3 separate regions of the Mus musculus genome follow, and regions 2 and 3 are each linked to region 1. Evidence: chromatin contacts called from public Hi-C data. All regions are on one chromosome and are shown on one strand. The core of a region is the stretch at or near the end of the contact, and the rest is flanking DNA. Distances in the headings are between cores, read along the strand shown.

Evidence for each region. A called contact is a pair of places that touch in the nucleus more often than the background predicts.
Region 2: a contact with region 1 is called in a Hi-C map of the MNK3 cell line, with 3 times the contacts expected there. The contact joins two enhancer-like sites. A contact is called at or near these places in 30 of 484 Hi-C or Micro-C datasets (the HL-1 cell line, the HPC-7 cell line, the MNK3 cell line and 14 more) and 2 of 115 datasets of contacts at active chromatin or transcription factors (acute myeloid leukemia and astrocytes).
Region 3: a Hi-C map of neural stem cells shows a contact between it and region 1, with 2.8 times the contacts expected there. The contact joins two enhancer-like sites. A contact is called at or near these places in 10 of 484 Hi-C or Micro-C datasets (the G1E-ER4 cell line, the HPC-7 cell line, the N1E-115 cell line and 6 more) and 3 of 115 datasets of contacts at active chromatin or transcription factors (acute myeloid leukemia, astrocytes and embryonic forebrain).

What each region holds. Positions count from the first base shown.
Region 1 is chr2:114,441,496-114,446,377 of GRCm38.p6, reverse strand. No RefSeq gene overlaps it. Among named protein-coding and RNA genes, the nearest start is that of Gm31146, 14 kb to the right of the region's middle. Within about 2 kb of position 2,432, at least 14 of the 459 cell types and tissues checked have an H3K27ac peak or open chromatin away from gene starts, as enhancers often do. A contact at or near this core is called in the MNK3 cell line and neural stem cells, where this site is marked.
Region 2 is chr2:114,257,844-114,262,725 of GRCm38.p6, reverse strand. No RefSeq gene overlaps it. Among named protein-coding and RNA genes, the nearest start is that of Zfp770, 59 kb to the right of the region's middle. Within about 2 kb of position 1,900, at least 27 of the 459 cell types and tissues checked have an H3K27ac peak or open chromatin away from gene starts, as enhancers often do. A contact at or near this core is called in the MNK3 cell line, where this site is marked.
Region 3 is chr2:114,619,949-114,624,830 of GRCm38.p6, reverse strand. The region is part of intron 3 of Dph6 (diphthamine biosynthesis 6); the gene reads left to right. Among named protein-coding and RNA genes, the nearest start is that of Dph6, 33 kb to the left of the region's middle. Within about 2 kb of position 2,545, at least 31 of the 459 cell types and tissues checked have an H3K27ac peak or open chromatin away from gene starts, as enhancers often do. A contact at or near this core is called in neural stem cells, where this site is marked.

The DNA.
Region 1 (4,882 bases), core at 1,183-3,682:
ACTATTTGCTCACATGTAGAAGCCATCAAGGATGTTGACAGGGGAAGTCACAAAGGCAGTGAAGCAGGATCCAAGTCAGTTAGTGAATGAGTGTGGGACCACAGTGATTAATATCTAACAATATCAAGTGGGAAGTGGTGGTTATCTAGTAGAGGATTGAATTGCTAAGAGGTTAGAAGTTCTAAAGAAAAGGGCAAAATTACCAGCTCTGGATCCTAGAATATGAGAGTAGAGAATGGAAAACAAAAAATATCAAAACAAAACAAAAACTTCTCCACAGGACTCAGGGAAAGGATGCAGAATTGAAGCATAAGGTGGTCTCACAGTGAGGAAAACAGCTGGGGAATAACATTGTGGCTATGGAAGTGAGATGTCACCCAGAAATTCTGACTTCTGCAGGGCCTAAGAAAAGGTTATGAAGGTCAGACTAAATGAGAAGAAAGTAGGAGGCTTAAGGGTGGAGCTGGTTAGTCCTGATGGGACAGGAGGGAGCTGTGGGCAGCTGGGTTGTACTAGCGTTCTGCTCAATCTCAGTTTCTTCCTAAATTGCAAAGATACAGTGGTAGCATTTTTAGGGGACAAAAGTGGTCTCAGTACTAAAGCTCTTTTGGAAATAGTCCTTCAGTCCTGAGGTGGCTGCCAGCCTTGTGGCCAGAGCAGTGAGAAGACCCAGTGTCACTGTGCTCTTGTAGGTCACCATGTCACAGGACCTTTGCATGCATTTCTCTATACTCTGCACAAACTTCCCATTTTAGGAATGCCCCCTAATTCCCTGACCTGACTAACCAGAATCTTAGTACATTCTGTCTTTCACCTTTCCCCACTGCCATGGGCGCCAGTGTGCCTCTGTCTCTGGGAATGTTTTAGTAACTTTGAACTTCTTTACTACACAATGCCCTATGCAAACAGGACTGTGAACACTTTATCATAATTTTATCTCAAGCATAGTGTGTGGAATATAACAGGTTCTCAGCAAGGATGAATAATGTTGATTAAACTGGGTCTTCAGACGTCAATGTTGGGAGGAGAGTGTGACAGAAGCTGAGTACACTCAGCTGGGTAGGGAAGAAGGGTGGGGGGGAACTTTCAGGATAGCATTTGAAATGTATATAAAGAAAATTTCTAATAAATAAATAAATAAATAAATAAATAAAACGCAACGAGGGATTTTGTTCAATTCCAGTGCCTTTTTGCATTATGGCATGGTGATGTGGTCTATAAATGTTTTGGGGTTTTCATAGCAGCTATCCAGAGAGACATACTGCCATGGACCACAGGTTGGACACACTGGCAAGACTCCTTTTGAACATCTATAGTCCCAATGAATATGATCTAGTTGATCTTGAAAGGTCAATACCAAGAAAGCTATTTGTGAAAGCAGAAACTGTGTAAAGACTTTTCTTAGTAACAATGATCTGTAAATTGAGGTGAAATGGGACCTGTGGGATCAAGGAGCGTCTAGAGCAGTGGTTCTCAGCCTTCCTAATGCTGCAACCCTTTAATACAGTTTTCTGGGTTGTGGTGATCCCCATCCATAGTTATTTTCATCGCTACCTCATTACTGTAACTTTGCTACTGTAATTTACATTATGATCATAATGTAAGTATCTTCCATATAGGCTATCTGATATGGTAGCCCTGTGAAAGTGTTGCTTGACTCCCAAGAAGGTTATGGTCTGCAGGTGGAGAACTGCTGATCTAGAGGCAATAGGACACACAGATTCTTTGAGAACTTAGCCATGACTAAGGAAATAAATAACATGTCACCTCTTGGGACTTGTCTGGTAGGGTAAGGTGGAACATGGGAACAGGGGAAGACTGGATGAGAGAAGTTATAGGGACAGAAGAAAGTCCGTGGGGCAGCAAATCTATATCCTGAAGCATAGAATAAATTGCTATTATTAGGAGTCGATTCAGGAACTGGAACATGTTTCAGAATATGGCTGCACCAAAAACCCAATGACAGCTTACTGGGGAAATGTAGAGTCAGGCAGACTTGGAACAAACAAACAGCTGGATGGCTGAGGTGTGGGACTCTCAGGGAGTAGAACCTAGAGGTTAGAGTGCCAGAAAATTCAGGGTGATTGTGCTGTCCCCTTTAATACTAAGTGAAACTAAGACACAGTGAGAGAGTAACATAGAATTAAATCATCTTGGTTTTAAAAACTCAAAGTTGACAAATGACCACATGGGGAAAGTTCAGTAAGCTTCTATTTTCTTTTTGTACCCTCTTTTCCTACCCAACACTCTGGGCATTTACTATGCACATTCTTCGTTTTCCCTGTTAAGACTTGCTTCGAAGAAGAAGTGCCTTTCCCCTTGTTTCTGGGTCATCATTCATAGCAAAGTAGGACATCCTTGAACAGTCACTGAGTTTCATTTTTCTGTCACAAAGGAATTCAGTGACTCACCTCTAGCAACTGCATTAGCTCCTCTGGGCCAAGAGGGCACTGGCCAGAGTTTCAGAGGAAGTAATTTACTAAATGGTGCCCTTGTGGGCAGAAAGGCTTAGCACACATAAAAGAGAGAAACCACAGATTCCATTTCTCTTCTTCTGAGTGTTGGTAACAATTAGGATTAATTATGTGTTTTTGTGTGCGAGTGATGATATGAATCTCAATGACATATATGAAAAAGAAATAGGCCTATTTTTAAGTGAAATAGTTCTGGTTTAGGTCCATTATAGCTGCACAATGCTGAGATGAGATATGAAGAGATAACTAAATTATTCATATTATAATTTTATTTGTGTTCTATTCTTTATTTTTCCTGTAAAAATGTCCCTATTTGTTATTAAAACTAGCATGTTTTATAAAGAGATTTATGTTAATTACACAGAAAGATGCCTTAGTCAGAATTCTATAGTGGATTTTAGAGTTTTGTAGTGTGTGCTCTCCGTGGTGTAGAATATTTCTTGCTAATGGTTCATGCCATCTATATATATAGTGATCTTTGAACTCTGTTCATTATTATGGTTATAGCTATGCCCAAATGGCAGCATATTATTAAAATATGAGGTAATGATTGAAGAAATGAGATATAATTATGCCTGTGAAGGAAAACAAGCCTTCTAGGAGTAAGTTTTTAGAAGGCAAAATAATACCTTTAAAATGTTATGCTCAAAGTAAACACATTATGACAGATGAGAAATGCCAGGGTTTTAGACAAAGCGGGGGTGGGGCCTGAATGCAGTATCTCAGGCCCTCCCTCTCCAAAATGTTGCTCACTGCAGAAATGTTCACTTTCTAGAATGCCTAGCCTCAAGGGATTTCCTTCTGGTGCATTTGAATATTTTATTATCCAAATGAATAATTACAAAAGTTATTTTTTTATATTAGTTAGTCCCAAAACCTTGATCTGACCCATGGAGAGTCATAGCCGACTTTGCAATAGGCCTGTTTCTGTGGCTTGCAGCCTAGAAGCCCGAAAAAAAATACCTAGATCCTGCTGCCCATTAAGTCAGTTCTGCTGCAACATCAGCCCTAAACAGTGGGAGCAACCGGAGCTCAGAATGAGAGCCATGCCTAATCACAGCTCAGAACAGAAACCAACTTGAGGGTGGACCCTGCACTGGAACTTGCTGATGGGCCAAGAGAAGGCTATTGAGACATGAAAATTTCTATGCAAAGCATAAATTCACTGTCACTTAGGAGCAGGTAGGCAACATACTAGGCATGTTGTTAATATCAACTAGGTTATTAACAATTGCAAATATCTGAGTGCATTTAGGTTGGGTACAATTAGAAAGGATATATTTTAACATGATTTTTCCCCCTAAGTAATTGTAATCAAAGAAATTTTTCATGAAATCATTCGGAATTATGTGAACATTTAGATATTTGTATTGGCTAGGCTTATGCTAATACTTGAGGCTTACTTTATTAAACTACTTCAGGAGAGGAAAGAGATGCTTATGAAGAGGCGAGAAAGCTGACAATGAAAAGTGTATTAGGAAAAAGGAGTGGCAGTGGCTGAGGTCAGAAAGGGGGTGAACAAAGGGATTCAAACACAGGATAAAAGAAAAAAAGTGCTTGTTCACAGGACCGGAAAATAAGGCCTGAAGAATTCCTCAAAGCAAAGCGGGGGGGGGGGGGGGGGGGTTTGCACATATCACAGAAAGGTACCATGACCCCAAATTTTTTGTTAATCTCCATGCACATCCCATTTCATTCTTCACATCTGTGTAGTATCATTCATAAGTAGATGTAGTTGAACTATCTGTCTTAAGCCCTCAGAGATCACAATAGCATCTTGTCTACTTGGAATGCCGTCGTAAGTTAACCCTAAAAGAGAGCAAGAACATTCAGAGCTTATGAACAAATTTAAGGCATTCTTCCAGAAATGAGTTTCTCCTGCCATAAAAAGACCTCATCCAAGAGAAATAAAATGGCAAAGGCAGTCCAGAGAAGAAAACATAGCCAGTCTCCAGACATAGAGACAAGGTAGGCATCTGATGTAGCCTCAACACTGTAGCATAAACATTTATAGTGTGGAGCTCTCACACAACCACACATGCTTTGCGATCATTTACATGGAGAACTAAATAATTTTCCTCTTTCCTACATATTGTTGATGGCCTGGTTATAAGAATATAGGATTTTATTTCAAATTCCAATTGAATTGTGAAGGCTTTCTTTTTGAAAGTAGCCACCTGGTGATTTCCTACAGTACCCTGCTTTCATGTCTTTAAGGGTTGGCTTAATTTATTCCTAATGGGTTTGGGTCACAGCTAAACAACCTTCTTTGCTGCCTGGCATTACCTTATACGGTAGACATTGTTACTTTTATTTTTAAAAAAATTCATGTATTTGAATTAGCTGCATGAGATTGGGTTGGGTCTCATTATTTTACCTTCTAAAATCTATTATGGTTTATTAGTCAG
Region 2 (4,882 bases), core at 651-3,150, 180 kb after region 1:
TTGCTGGTCTTTAAAGAAGTGACCAGAAGGAGCCTAATGTTCCTGCTGTGAGCCAGCTGAAGAAAGCATGATTAACAGCTAAATCATTCTGTTGTTGAAGTGGGAGGTGGTGCTGGGGATGAGGCCTAAGACCACAGGCCCATTGGGAAATCCCTCCCAACGAGCTCCACTGTCAAACAACAAATATTTAATTGGAATTCAGTGTGTGCCCCTCTATTCAGTATAGCAAGAAAGTAAGCACATATCACAGACAAATTATTTTATATTAGTGTATAATTTTTAATTTCCCCCCAAGCCCCCTAAGTAGTCCAATATCAGAAAACTTTGGTTACCCTAGAGTTTTCTAAATTTATTTTTTTTCTTTTAAATAAATGTGTCTTTAGGTAGCAGGGTGCGCAGGCTAGTCATGCCTTGTGACATAAGAAGAAAAAGAAAGGGTTGTTTGTATTGACCATTCTCTCACCTCTAGGGCTTGTTTGCGAGACACCACTGGAAAATTAATAACACTGAACCAGTTGTGATGATTATAGCAATTTCCAGAACTTCTCCGTTAATATTAAGATTGGGAAAGTTAGAGCTTCTAGAATTTAAGTCTTCAGTTCAAGAGGTAACCTCGTGTGAGGTAGGGATTGGTGACATTATACCTTGTGTGTATGTATAAATGTGTCATTGTCAACCGTGTGTGTGTGTGTGTGTGTGTGTGTGTGTGTGTGTGTGTGTGTCCTCTCCACCCTTACACATTTCTTCAGGGAGTCACAAATGACTTATTAGCTTTTCTACTCCCGTTTCATACCATCTCTGTGGCCTCCCCAGCATCCCAGCTCCTCCTTCCAGATGAACTGTTCTTTCCAGTCCCTGACCAAGCAAAACTCCAGTGAACTCAGAAGCCCTTGTGATAGACGCGGGTTAGAGACCAGACCTCTGAGAGCACAGCAGTAAGTGGTTCTAGGGTAAGTAGTTGGGAAGAATAAAGATGCCCCTGACCAACATTGACCAACAAACATTGGCACTCCAGAGTCCCACATACACAAACTTCTATTGCATTGAGTCAAAAGAGGCCATCCTCGGGGGGGGAATAAGAACTATTAGCTTTCCACTGCTATCTGTTTTTTGTTCCCCGTCTCATTTTTTATTTGATAATTTGTGGGACATTTTTTTTCTATTTTGCTCAGTTTCTGCCTCCATTACAACACCCAACACTCTAATTAGCTTTTGTATGGGACAAACAGGAGGTATTGCTTCTGGCAGGATAGGATTTTCTGTCCTGTTGATTGATGGATTAATTTTTATTGAGCACAGTGTGCTACCAGCAGAACCAAAAGTCCGGCATGCAATTCCAGCGCCAGTCACTTACGTGCTAATGAAAAGCAAGACAAAGCGGTCATCCGGCCAATGGCTCCTCTCCACCCTGCCCCCTCTCTCTCCCACTTGTTTTGTTATAATAGACCAGTAGAGGCTGCCTAGGAGAACAACTTGTGTCCTTGCTCAGGTAGCCACCGTTTTATAGATTCTTACCTTTGTGTGTGTAAATTCGTATCTGAAAACCTTGGGTTTATTTGAGTGTATATAGCTAGAAGTCTGTCACCGTTCTCTTTTTGTCAACCCATTCTCTTCCATGCTTCGTAAAAGGACCAATGAAGAAATACAACAGAACAGTGAACAGGCAGCTTGGACTTCGCCTGAAACTTGAGAGGCTCAGAAAGAAGTCTCCTGGGCCCACTGAGGCTAGTGCGGTGAGACCACCTCTGCTGCCACCCAAACCAACAGCTAGCTGGCCTTCAGCTTATCAGTACAAACGCCCCTGCCCTCTTGGCTACGCACCCTAATCTTCAGTCTGTTCTCGAAGAGTCTCAAGAAGCCCTGCCCCTGTTCTGTGTGGATCTGGGTTGCAGCCATTGAGCCTCTTTTGCTGGGAAGGCTCCCAATAGCCTTCAACAAGATTAAATGCACTGATTTCTACCCCCACCCCCCAAAGAATCCGAGTTTTATTCTAAACATGAAATTTGCTTCTAGGTTATTTTTGTGAACGTTAGATTGCAGGAAACCAGACAGTGGGGTTTTGAGGGCATAGGAGAGGAAAGGGAAGGGCAGAAGTTGACCTGTGGTGTGGACTTTCACTTTAAACCTCAGCCCTGATCATGAGCCTCCTGGTGCATTTGATGGGCTGCACTGCTCTCTAGTGGCTAAAAGAAAGAACACATGCTATAATCAAACCTCCCTAAAATGTAAGGCTACTTTGTTAATTTTGGTTCTTGCATTCAGTTTCAAGAGTGCTTTCTTTTAAATGTGGAGAGAGAGAAAAACATATTTTTGGCGTGAAAGTACAACTTCTTGCTGAGAATGGTAGAACACCCCTTCTCCACTTCTCTGCCTCGCTTACTTCTTCAAGTGATCTATGCTCTTAGGGGTCTGCAATCTCTGGGGCCTTCGAGAGACCCATGCACTGGGAAGAGCAGCTGGGGGAAGCTAACATTTATCCCCAACACACTGGGCAGCAAGTTATGTGGGAAGACACTGGGAAATGCATGCTGTCGCTGCTGCCTCCATGGGAGGGCTTTTTCCTAAGTTTTCTCACAAGCCTGGATCTGTCCCGTCACAATAGAACCGTCTTCCACCATCACAACTCTCCCAATGTACCTGTCTCCAGCACACTATCATCCTACTGGCTTCCTGCAGCTCATCACCCTTCAATACGGACTTATTTGCGTGGTCGTTGTTTCTCCTGCTCACAATATGTGCTTCGCAGAAGCGGGGACCACATCTATCCTTTTCACTACTGTCTCTCCAGATACAAGAAATGTGCATATGCTCAAAACAAGGCAGACTCTAAGTATTTGCAAATAAATAAGTGAGTGGGGAGAACACAGAAGCCCTAAGCATTTCCTTCCTGTCGACTTCTTTCTCTGAAACATCATTGCCAGTATTAGAAAGCAAGTCTTGTGGGTGAATGCAGGATTTCACGAAAACCTGTAAAATGCAAAAGTTCCACCCACACTTTCATGGAGGCGGCAGACTAGGTCTGGAAAGTCCCAAGATGAGGCTTAATTTCATTTTCTAAGTCTGATTGTTCGTGCTTCTCCTTCTACTGAGCAGAAAGTATTATTGTACACAGGTGCAATCTTCTAAATATAATAGACATGCATAGAGACAATCCAAAGGGCTTTTTAAATCTTTAGGTTTTAATAAACAAATCTCAGTTGGTAGCTTATTTAATCAAATTCACTTAAGAGACATAAGCTTAACATACACACTCCACCCTATCAGGGGAATTTTTAAGGAATTTTCTGAAAGACATTTCTTTTTAGGAAGACAGCATTTGCCTCTGTCTCAATGTCCTTGACTTCACGATTGAAGATTTCTTTAGAAAACCTCATTGTTTTAATTACCCGTTTCCCTTTTTCTTTCCTTTTCCTTCTTTATTCCACTACGAAATAAGTATTATGACACTTCTAAGCACCGTTTTTAGTAGAATTCAGTCATTCTATATCATGAAAGGATGCCTTGTGCATTCTGTACCTTCCACTATTCTGTGACCTTCCCTCTGCTCAGGGATGTATGTGGGACTAAAGAGCTCCTGCATACAGAAAGAAACCCACTGGCTTAAGCCTTGCCCTCAGCAAATCTGGATGCTGAAAAGCAGAAATTAGCCTGTCAAACAAGCATGTGTGTAAGTTCTATACATGGACTCCATCAGTACATATCTGTGGGCTTTATTTGCCTTTACCATGTGCAAGAAAGGCTCAATTCAATACAGGACACACCTGTGAAGTGAAAGGGCCTCTCCCTCCACAGAAGTTCCTATGAGGTATACAGATAAATAAAGACAGGATTGTAGAAGAGTGGACTAAACATGAAGAGAGAGTCCCCTGGCAGGAACCTAGTATGTCAAGAAGGAAGGCTTGTTGTTGCTCTTGTTGTTTTTCAGAGGTGGGAATGAAAATATAAATGAGGAAAGAGCTTAGAAAGTAGTTTTCCATCCAACAGGACAACAGGTATACCCAGGCTTATCTGAGGAACTGGAGGAAGCTGTGTCGTTGGAGGAGCACGTACAACTTGAGAGAGAAGAGGCAGGGAAGGGGCGAGAAGGCTGAGGAGAGCACAGCACATCCCACAGAGAATCTTACAGGTTATTGAAAGGCAGCTGAATTCCAGCCAGAGGGCAAGGGAAAGCTGTTGCAGGATTGTAATCAGAGCTGATGTGATCTGTACAGCCACAGTGTGCAGAGTGGGAGCCATCTGATCAATGAGATCGATGGGGAGAATGTCATCAGAATGGGAGGCGAAGGTGGTCAGATTCAGAAAATGGCAGTGGGGTAGAGGGGCGGCCCAGAATGGATGGTGTCAAGAGATGCTTAGCAGATAGAATCAGAAAGGCTGGCTGGCTTGCTGAGTATGGGGAAGCCACTGAGGGGAAGGAATGAATGATGTTGAAGAATAGTAGTACGTGGAGTGAGCTGCCAAGCGTCCCATTACCTATACAGGAGCACTAACATAGGCAGAATAATAATGAGCTCAGTTTGAGACCTCATGCAAGGCAAGTGTGGGACAGCTGGGTGAAGATGACCGGTGTTGAGAGGCTTTTCCTGGGGAACCGTGAACAAACATCTATTCACCAAAGACATGGCACCTAGGACAGTCTGAAAAAGTAATTCCAACCTAGCCTTAGTGTCCCAGTGCATTTAAAAACATTGTTGACTCAAAGGCAGCTGCATCACCCAAAAGCCCAAGGCAACCTGAGAGATGACTCGTGAAACCTGCATCCACGGAGGAACCTACCCCCTTGTACAACTTGGAGGCACTTTAGCCACAAGAGGAGAAACTTCTCCCCAGCAATTGTCACTGCTACTTAATCTTGAGAAAGGGACTTGTGGGTCTTGTAATT
Region 3 (4,882 bases), core at 1,296-3,795, 180 kb before region 1:
AGGACTCCAAATGAACTGTGCACTCACAGCAAGTTTGATAAACACACATTTCCTCCTTTTATCAGTGAGATTGCAGAATGTGAAGTATGAGTTTCCAGTTTTACTCATTCCTCTCAGCCCTCTTCCTGTTTAAAAATATAGACGTACTAATTGCATGCTGATCTGTCCCTGTTTTTCATTCTGCTTACTGATAGTTGACGGTTTACCCCGATACTTACCTAGGCATAGTTTGGAATACTTGCAAAAATAAACTTTCCATGTATTCAGCTTAAAGGAGATTCATCCCGAGTAATGTAATGTGAGCACTAATTAACGGTAATGACTGCTAATCACTTTGCTTTTATACTCCTTCAGGAGCACTGCTATTATCCAACGTAGTTAAGTAAAATGGTTGTATGTGAATCAACACTACTGCATCCTCCTAGCAGCTATTGCTCACAATCAAGCTCTGCATAAATTAGAGTTAACGAAAATTGATTTTAATATGCTAGATTTGTAAAACAGTAAACCGAAATATCTTGTTAAAATTCTGACTGTCAAAAGGCTATTGTCAGCTGATTTTGCAGTTATCCTTGTAGTAGATAGAGAACACCATTCCAAATGCACTGTCCACAACCTGTCCTAGATTTCTTTGAAAACATATGTGACTCATAGTCATGATAGCACTTTGATTTTGCTGGAAGCGTTTATTTTATCAGATCAATGAAAAAACAATAGGCTAATGTTTAATATTTCTAAATTTGTCTATTGACTTCCTAGAGGGTCTCCCAGATTTTAAAGTGATATAGTCCATTTATATAACCTTGATTCATGGTATTGTACATTCATCATTCATTAAAAAGGGTTGCTTTGTTATGTTTAGACCCCTATAAAAGCTTTCTGTTTATTTATACTTATTCCACATACCTACACACTGCCTTGCCTCAGGAGAAGACTAAGTAAAACTCATAAATTAATAATTTAAGGGAGCAGTACTCAAGTAGCATTTTGGTTAAGCTAATAAGTTAAAGCCTCGAAATTGGTACCAGCAACTTTAACAATGCTTTACTTTTGACTTTTATTGGCTGAAAATAACTTGTTAAACTGGGGCTTTTGTACTAAAATGAAATCTTCATGCAGTCTTAAATCCCCTTCCCTTCTTTTTGATTTACAAGCAGGTTGACTTATTGTAGAATTTTTAACACTTTTACAGTTCTGTGCTTTGATTTCAGAGAAGGTGTTAATCTCCCTGGACATTGGAGAGTAACAGAGGTGTGTTATGTAGTGAGTGGCTTTTCTAGGGAAATTTGGATTTTATAGTAGAGGTCCAAGCTTTATGATAGTACCTGTGTACATGGTGATGTATGGACCATGGTGTGCTGGTGATGTGTTTGGTGTGTATTAAAGGATTATCTTCTTGTCTCCTTTTGCATATTATCTCTAGTTTCTTGGGGCATGACATTACCATTCTCATAACTAGTGAATAATTCGAGATACTAGTTTTTAATTATCCAAATGAAATATTTTTTATGTTATTGGTGGTATCAAAAAATTAAATCTGGCTAAATAAGGAAGTATAAAAAAATTTAAATGGTGATATAATATGAAGCTTTATATCATGTATACTAGGTTTATTGTATATATTGAAAGCATAGGTATAAAACAATTGGTACTGCTTATAATTGAATTTAGTGCCAAAAAATTGTGACAGAAATGATGTGAATTTTTATTTCCTAGGTTTGTAAGTACTGTGGGTAACACTGGCACTGTTGTCCAGTAGATGTTTTTGAGAAAAACTTGTGTTTTAAAATTATGTTCTGTATTTGTATATTCCTGTGTAATAAAATGTTTTAAAAGGTAAGGATTTCAGTTCTCAGTTTTTGCTTTTTTCCCAGTGTTTACTTTCACGTGAGAATGATTGATCTGTAGCTGTCATTTTACCCAAAGAGGGGACAAATGCAATTGGCCTTTTAGACAAAAGTATGCAAACAGGCTGCATTCTTTTCCTGATAGAATTATGGAAGGATTGCAGGAGGTGCCACACTCCTTTTGGTATTGACTGTGAGGAGGGCTCTGCAGTGGGTGCTGTTTGCAGTGGATAAGGAGGCGCTATGATTAGTTCCCTTTCTTGGGAAAGCACTACAAAGGGAAATGAAAGGAGCCTGCTCTGTTCTCAGCCTGACACTTGTTTTTGTTAAGTTTTTCCCCTTATTGAAGTCCAGTCTCTTAGAAAAAAATATACTTTTGGTTTTTTCCCTTTATATTAAGCTTAGTAGATTTCCATTCCGTTTGACCCTTTAGAGAAATTATAGAATGTTTTTTTCTTAAGGCTTCTATTGTAAAGCGTCAAAGCTGGTGCAACAGTGCCCTCTGTAGTCTTTTAGGCTCAGAGAGAGATGTGGATGAATTTGCAGTGTCAGGTAAAGAGCAAGATATTTAAATTTAACCCCCCCCCCCCAAAAAAAAACCCACCACCACAACCAACAACAACAACAAAGAAACCTACAACAACCAAGAGGTCCCTTTTTCCTAAGCAGACATTCTTGTTTTTCACTATTGGCTTAACATTAGACAAAGGGAACAAAAGACCATTCTGAGTTTTCATGTAGAATTATGGGCTACCTCTTGTTGCTAACCCAGTTTTATCAGACATTAATCAGAGTAATTTGAGATAGAAGGAATCTTACAAGCTGTACGGCCTCTTCGTGAAATACCTTTTTTGAGGTTGAACTCCAATAAGAGTATTTAAAAAAATTTAATTCTTTGTACTTGCTTCTTAATTAGAATCTTAGTGGGCTGCCTAGAACTTAACTTTTACTTGTTCTGGAATTGGATAACCAAAGCTTTATACATGAGATTATTTAAATTCAAACCGAGGCAGTTACATAATGACTAAAGTATTTTTCATTCATTAGCATTGATTTAAATTGTAGATTTCCCGTTCTCCCTTTGGTTAAGTATTTGGTATTTGATTGTACTTGTCTGAGTGGATAGCCAAGTCTATCATTGTGAAACAGAACTAAATATGTGAATTTTATAATTGATTATAAAAGCAGAGATCATGTTTAACATTTTTAGAAGATAAATATTTCAGCTTGAATTTATTATACTTCTAAAGGTTCTTTAATAAATAGCCAATCAACCTACATCCTATATTCTGTAATTTTCACTAAACAGCATGTTAAACAGAATTCCAAATATCTGAACCTGATTTGTTTTTTTCCCCTTGTTTTTTGATTTTTTTTTTAAATCTGTAAAATGGGACTAGCTTATCCTTTGAGAGTTTTGTAAAGGATTAGAGATACTGTGTATAGGTTGTGCAGGCACTTTCAATTTTTCAAATTGTAATTTTCAAATTTCATAGAGCAAAAGTAAATTACTTTGTTTAATAGGAAGACATTTCAGTATGAAATCTAGAGCACACTTAATGCGCACTGTTTTAACACCCCTCTCTTGAAACTTCTGGTGACTTATGTGAATCTGAAACTTGGCACAGAATTCCTTGAAAATGTGGAGTGGCAAAATTACATGTGCATTGACTTTCAACTCCCTACAAATGCCATTTTCAAACATCTTAGACTAGCATCTTTATCAACTAAATCTTAGTAGCTGTTCACATACTTAGCAGTATGCAAATGCTGATGATAAACTTTGGGAGTAATCCCAAGGATACCTTCCCCTCAATAAACATTTGTTTACCACTAACCAGGAACAATACAATAGGTAAAGTAGATGAAAGTGTTTTGTCTGCTTAAAGTGTCTGCTTGAGGGAGTGCCTAGGGCCTCTTCCTTGAAAGAACTGAGTTAGAAAGCACAGGTCCTCTCCTTTGTGCCTTTGGATGGCTAATACACTTTCTGTTTTCTATAAGTCTTTCAATTTCTGCCAGGTAATATTGTACCAGGCACTTAAAAGACAGTCAGTTAAAGGATACAGCATACAGAATTTTTGAACATCAGTCTGTCTTATGCATGTATAATTTGAAATTTCGTAAGTATAAAATGCGCAATCTAACATGCCTGTGTAACATTTCATAATTATTTCACTTCAAAATATCTAAAACAAGCACACATGCATCATAATGAGAAATTGGTTTTCTAATGAATTATTTGGCCCACAAGCAATAATAGAAAATGAATAGCAGATATTCAGAGCTTAAATGCTGTTGGTTAGCAAGTGCCAGTGTTTTAAAGGGGGGTTACTTGAACCTTTAGACATTATAGACGACCCAGGAAAAGAAGCAGTCCTATGGAGAACTTCTGAATTGACTCTTCTCAGTTATAGTTTTTACTTAGTGTTACATCATGTTGTAGGATGACTTTGGTTCATTTTAAACTTAGCATTCTAATAAGTACATGCAGTACTTGCTGGGGGTTCGCTTGAGAACCTTGAGCATACCAATTTCTCCATCATAATAAAAATGTTATATGCAGAAAATGCAAATGATGACGTTAATAAAGTACAATAATTCTTCTTAAAATAATGACCAGTTGCATGTTTAAAATTAAAAAGTAGCTTACAAGACTAACAGGATGCTGTCTGCTAGAGAAAGAGGCAGAGGGCGGTGGAAGGAGGGAGGGAGAGAGAGAGAGAGAGAGAGAGAGAGAGAGAGAGATTTTTTTCTTTGCAGTGAGAATACCAAATTAAGAATCTGCTTAATTAAAATAGTGATAAATGTAGATTACATTACTGAGGACAGTGAAATACAGCTGCTCTCCTTGGTGAGATTCTGCATAATTTACCAAGAGTGTACAAAGAAGCAATGGAGCAGCCACTGCAGACTGTTGGAAAAGACGGCGTGTTTATTCTACATACATTTCTTTTTTTTAATTAAAATGTCAATGATAATTTTATAGCAGTCTTCAAAACAAATCCGTCTTAAATTTTTTCAAGGTGGGAGAAATG